Linked DNA regions of Xenopus tropicalis: region 1 is linked to region 2. The links are chromatin contacts, called in public Hi-C maps. All regions are on one chromosome and are shown on one strand. The core of a region is the stretch at or near the end of the contact, and the rest is flanking DNA. Distances in the headings are between cores, read along the strand shown.

Region 1 (2,874 bases), core at 60-2,559, 92 kb after region 2:
AGAATATCTGATCCAATAGTTACGCTGTCAAAATAAACAGTTTTTAGGTAAAAGAAAATAAAAACAAAGTGGTAAAATGAAAAAAAAAAAAAAAAAAAAGCAAAACAAAAAAAAACCAAAGTGTTTGTGTATACATGTGTGTACATGTGTAAAAGTTGTGTGATAGTGTGTAAGTGTGTATATGAGTGTAAATAAGTGTATAAAAGTGTGAAAAATGAAAAAAAAAAAAATAAAAAATAAAAATAAAAAATGTTAAAATGTGTGCTGTAAGTGTGTGTAAATGTATGTAAGTGTGTATAAATGTATGTAAATGTGTGTAAAAGTGTGTAAATGCAAGAAAAAAAAAAACTCCTTACCTGTTCCTGAAGACCGATCGCCTCCTTCCTCAGTTGGGCCGACGCTGGGGGAGAGGGAGGAAGCAGGAAGCAGCAGACGCGATGCGATCGCGTCTGCTGCTTCCTGGAGGGTCCTGCGAGCGATCGGCTCGCAGGACCCTGATGACAGCCCCCCTGGCACATTGCCCAGGGGGGCTGTCATTGTTAGAAGCTCTCTGCAGCGGCGGCACATGCCGCCGCTGCAGAGAGCAGCACTTAAACGCCAACGACGTATGAGACACGTCGTTGGCGTTTTAGCCCTTTTACTGCCAGCACGTATGCCATACGTGCTTGGCAGTAAAAGAGTTAAAGGTAATACCTTTATTGGCTAACTAAGATAATCATAGCAAGCTTTCAGAACATTCTAGTTCCTTTTTCAAGCTGATTATTACAGCTTGAAAAAGATCTTACAAACACTTTGCAGATATTTTTTTCCCCTCTGCTATTTATTTTAGTTGAATAAACTGCTTCCTCAAGTTTGGGCTCTTTGAAAGACCCTTGACCCCTATATGCAGGAGGCTTTGGTCATTGTTGTTATGCTTAATAGTATTTATAAAGCATTACTGAAACATCCAAGGGCGCTGTGTTGGACTGCTATTTTTAACTACTTGCATAAAAAAATGACTTGGTTATTGTGATGATAGGGGCTCAGTGTCCCTAGTGCATGAATCCGCTGCTGACACTGTTACCTCAGGGAGTAAGCGGCAGCTGATGTGTGTGGCTTTGTACCCTTACCTCACTGCTAAATTCAAATATTTACACAAGCAGAAGGGCAGTCTCTTTGGGAAACAATATCCACTTCCCTAGTAGGCCAGAGATAAGTGCAAAAGTTATGTATCAATGCCAGCAGCAAAAATGCTCTGTGTGTGACACTGCCCTAAAAGAGATCAGCTTATCTCATCACCCTTGTTTATAGGATCAGTCAGTGCTGAATTCCTGTGTTAGGCAGACAGGCCGGGAATAACATATGTGCGTAGTTACTGCAAATGGAACATTATGGAAGGGGAGCAGATAAGGTCTGTGTACTCCTCTCCAATTACAGTTTCCGCCCCAACAGCGTCTTTAAAGCAAATAATAAATGTATTTGTAAGGAGGTTTTATCACTCTTATAATTATTGTATTGTATTAGTTAAGCACCAACATATTGCTATGAGCTAAAGGCTAATGTATTACATGTATGTGCGCAAGAGTTCTATGCTAATCAATATTGCCGTTCAGACTGTGATATTGCTAGAATCAGTTAAGATATTTCCATAGACTGTTATTCTTATTCATTGTTTATTATTGTTCTTTATTATATTAGTCCCTAAAACATTAGTCCCTGTAACATTCTTTTGAATGTTTGAAACCAGAATACTAGGAGGAAAACTACACAGCCAAGGGTAAGAAAATACATACACATTGCAGGTAGTGCTCTGTCTGGCATTGAACCTAGGACTCTAACCCTGCAAGGCAGCAGTGCTAACCATTGCACCACAGTGCTACCATTATTTATACATTTATACATACATATATTTATATAGGGCATATTCCATAATGCTTCACACAGGAGTCTGATAGACAGGCTTTAGCCTTATTGAGCCTAATCGATGTAGAGCTGGTTTTATTCATCCGCATATACAGAGCTCTCAGAAAGTGGTTGCACAGCAGCCACACTAATGCATACATCGTGTTATCTAATGCCAGGTAATATACAGGTAATAGGTAACCAGTGCAAATATATGCAGTTTATACATTACACGCCTAATGAGATTGAACCCAGGAGCCCAGTTCTCAGTTCTCTGACCCTGCAGTGCTATCCATTTTGCTGTTGTGTTTCCTGTAACAGTTCCCCAAGGCTGGATTGAGGTGCTGCTGTAGATGACCAGGATTATTGTACCTGATAACCGCTTATTTATAAACACTGGGCCAATTGGCACCTTGACAGTAACCCATAGCAACCAATCAGTGTTTAGAATTCTTTCAGCCAGCTACTGGTAAAGCAATGGAAACAAATATCTAATTGGTTGCCATGTGTTACTGCCCAGGTCCAAATTTGTCTGTTTATAAATCATAACCCTGTGCAAGGTTTTGGGGGGTTTGGACTAAAAAAATTTTGCTGTTGGGGTCAATAACCTACACCGCAGTCTTGTCAGTGTTCTGACACCGCTTCTCCATGCTCGGAGAACTAAGGATGTGTTGGCACCAGCAGGTCATTGTAAAGTGTGTCTTTTGAGAGTAGGTGTTGGGCTATTAAAGAGTCTAAAAGGGGGTCCTCCATATTTTTTTTTTCCAATTTTAGTTTTTGCTCAGCAGCTCTCCAGTTTAGTATTTCAGTAGCTATTTGGTTGCAAGGGACTTATTTACCTTAGAAACCAGGCAGTTGTTTGAGTGAGAAACTGGAATATCAATTAGTGAGGGACCAAATAGGAACATAAGCAATAACAAGTAATAATAACAATAAAATTGTAGCCTCACAAAGCAATAGTTTTTTTCTTTTTTTTTACTGTTGGGGCTACTT
Region 2 (2,882 bases), core at 278-2,777:
GGGGGGTTATATTTATGTGAAGGGGATGGGGGGGTGTTTGGGGTGGGGTGGGGGGGGTGTGTGGATGGGGGGGTGTTTGGGGTGGGGGGGTGCGTGCGGATGGGGGGGTGTTTGGGGTGGGGGGGTGCGTGCGGATGGGGGGGTGGGGGGGGTGCGTGCGGATGGGGGGGTGCGTGCGGATGGGGGGGTGGGTGGGCTGCGTGCGGATGGGGGGGTGCGTGCGGATGGGGGGGTGGGGGGGGTGCGTGCGGATGGGGGGGTGCGTGCGGATGGGGGGGTGGGTGGGCTGCGTGCGGATGGGGGGGTGTTTGGGGTGGCGGGGGGGGGTGCGGGTGGCGGGTGTTTGGGGTGGTCACCTAATCATGCATGGGGAAAAAAAATACCGTCAAATACCGTGATACCGATATAATTTTGAAAAATACCGTGATATAAATTTTTGGTCATACCGCCCAGCACTATGATGGCATAACGTCATTTCCGCAATCAGCAGCTCCCGACATTTTTTTGTGAAATCCCTTATGCGGCCCAGCCTCATCCTGACTTTGCCTCCTGCGGCCCCCAGGTAAATTGAGTTTGAGCCCCCTGCTCTATTTTCTCCCATGTGGGAGCGTATAGCTGCTCATACTAAATAGCCCTGAACTAAGTCACACTCCTAGAGCGTGCTATAACAAAGTCTAACCTGCAAATGACTACACCTCATTCACGGGGTCCCTGATCCCCGACTTAGAATCACTAGATGGATTGGCTTCCTCTAGGGCACAGGCTTCTGGGCCCAGTTGAGAACCCAGGCTCAATGTGCAACCTGTTCTGAAGGATAGGAATGCCAAAGTGGAAGTGCCCACACCCTGCAAATCACTATATTACAGTGTGCAGGAAGTGGTCATCCTAACTAAGGGCCAATAAGTGCATAGTGACACATAACTAAAGTGGCAACATTACAATCTGCTCAGTAACAGCAGATAACACAGTGTAGGGCTAAAGCCATAGGGAGCTCAGTTCCTATGGGTCCCTACAATTGATTAAAAGACAATTTAAAAAAAAAAAAAGCATCATCATAACTGCCCCCCCTTCCCCCACCTAAAAAATACAAACAAAAGTTGTGCAATGCATACAAATCATACAGATTTAGGGTGCCTAAGTCTGTCCTTGTAATTCCATCTTTTGCCCCTGGTACTTACACACAAACTGATGTGCTGTGTCGCCTAGGGAAGTCATTTAATTGCGCACCAGTTTTTATTCCCACAGTTTGAAAAAAAAAATGAGCTGGCAGTGTTCCCTATATCTGTGCCCATACCTCTGCTAAAGCGGTGGGACTCGGATTATCAGCAGATGTCGTACAACTAACTTCATTTGTTCTGCGTCCAAGTTGAGTGACCAAGGGGTGGCGCTACAGACACGCCACATTTCTATTCCAGCAGCAGCCACAGGTTGCCATGTTAACAAAGCCGCTTCCAACCCTTAACCCCGCCCCTATCCAGCCACACAACAGGCTAGGTTGCGCGCCCTTTGTCCTGGGCTTGGAGTTCCTTGTGGCAAACCAGCAAGGGGAGTGGGCGGGGACAGCGTGGAGCAGGAGCAGGTTGGGTTGGTCGGGCGGAGCTTCCCCTGTTAGGGCAGGTGGAACATGGAGAAAGAGGAAGGAGGACGGTGAGCGGAGAATCCTATAGAGAGTGTACGTGGGAAGCGGGACAAAAACAGGTAAATAAGTGTGTAAGTGCCAAACTGTAACGTAGCACATGAAACTTTCCATTCGCTGTGCGGGGCGAGGGGTAACCGGACAATAAAGGGGCAGTAACTCTCACATATAAATCTTCTGGGAAACTGTCACTTATAGGAAAACTTCTCATTAGGAGCCTGTTGTTCCTTTTGCTTAGCACTTCAGGTTATTGCTGTAATTCTTGTATTATAGAAATGCTTGTGTTATACATGTGTCATACGGGCATACCCTCTAATGTGTTGGTACGTACCTACATACAGTTACACCTGTGCTTAATTACATTTCCTGTTATTTGTTCCTATACGGAAACAATCCGAAATTCTAATTCGTGCATACTCAGCCCCCAGCCCCCATTCTCTCTTCATCCACATTGTCTCCAGCTGGAGGGGTTCGAGTTGTAGTTCAAGAGCAACAGCTTGGGATTTCCCTTTTATAAATCAGATAACTGTAAGGAGAAGGCAATAGGTACAGCACACATGTTAGTTATATGAAATAAACATTGGAGCCAGTTCTATAAATGTAATATAGAAAATCATATGTTCAATAAAATGTAATTGGCTAATAAAAATGCATAGAGGTACTATAAATAGCCTGTGTTTGTGGGCACGCCAGGCATTTCAATTCAGAACGCAAGGCCCTGATTTCTGTCACCAGTAGCTTGGGATACAGAGGAATTTAAGCCCATCTGAGTTACTTGTATGATACCCCATCCTTTTTGTAAACTGGCCAGGGCTGCCGCTCCCTATAAGCAGAGTACTCAGTCTGCATAGGGCACCAACTCCCAGGGGGGCACAATCCCAGCTGCTCCAAAAAAAAAAAAACATTTTTATATATTATAACATACCCCCCAACACTGTCCCGCCGGTTTTTATAGCGCATCCCGCTGTCCCGGATAGTTCAATCTATCTATGGGGGCAATTGGGGGCACTTACTATGGGGGCTATTGGGGGCACTTACTATGGGGCCCCTATAGTAGGTGTTTTTTTTTTAATTATTTTATTTTTACTTCCGTAATATTTGGGGGAGGGGGCACAAAAGTAAATTTCTGCTTAGGGCACCCATTTGGCCAGCAGCGGCCCTGAAACTGGCAAATGTATATTTTCATCTCTCGGTGGAATACAGATTTTGAAAAGCAACTATTGTAATTTGTAATTATTGTAAAGTT

Evidence for each region. A called contact is a pair of places that touch in the nucleus more often than the background predicts.
Region 1: a contact with region 2 is called in a Hi-C map of liver, with 4 times the contacts expected there. The contact joins the enhancer-like site here to the promoter of kiaa1671 in region 2.

What each region holds. Positions count from the first base shown.
Region 1 is chr1:147,739,137-147,742,010 of UCB_Xtro_10.0, forward strand. All of the region lies in intron 6 of kiaa1671, which reads left to right. Among named protein-coding and RNA genes, the nearest start is that of crybb3, 22 kb to the right of the region's middle. Within about 2 kb of position 1,310, at least 4 of the 11 cell types and tissues checked have an H3K27ac peak or open chromatin away from gene starts, as enhancers often do. A contact at or near this core is called in liver, where this site is marked.
Region 2 is chr1:147,646,630-147,649,511 of UCB_Xtro_10.0, forward strand. It overlaps kiaa1671, which reads left to right and starts at 1,528. Exons shown (of 12, transcript XM_002932085.5): 1 at 1,528-1,698. It overlaps tmem211 (transmembrane protein 211), which reads right to left and starts at 1,487. Exons shown (of 5, transcript NM_001114074.1): 1 at 1,295-1,487.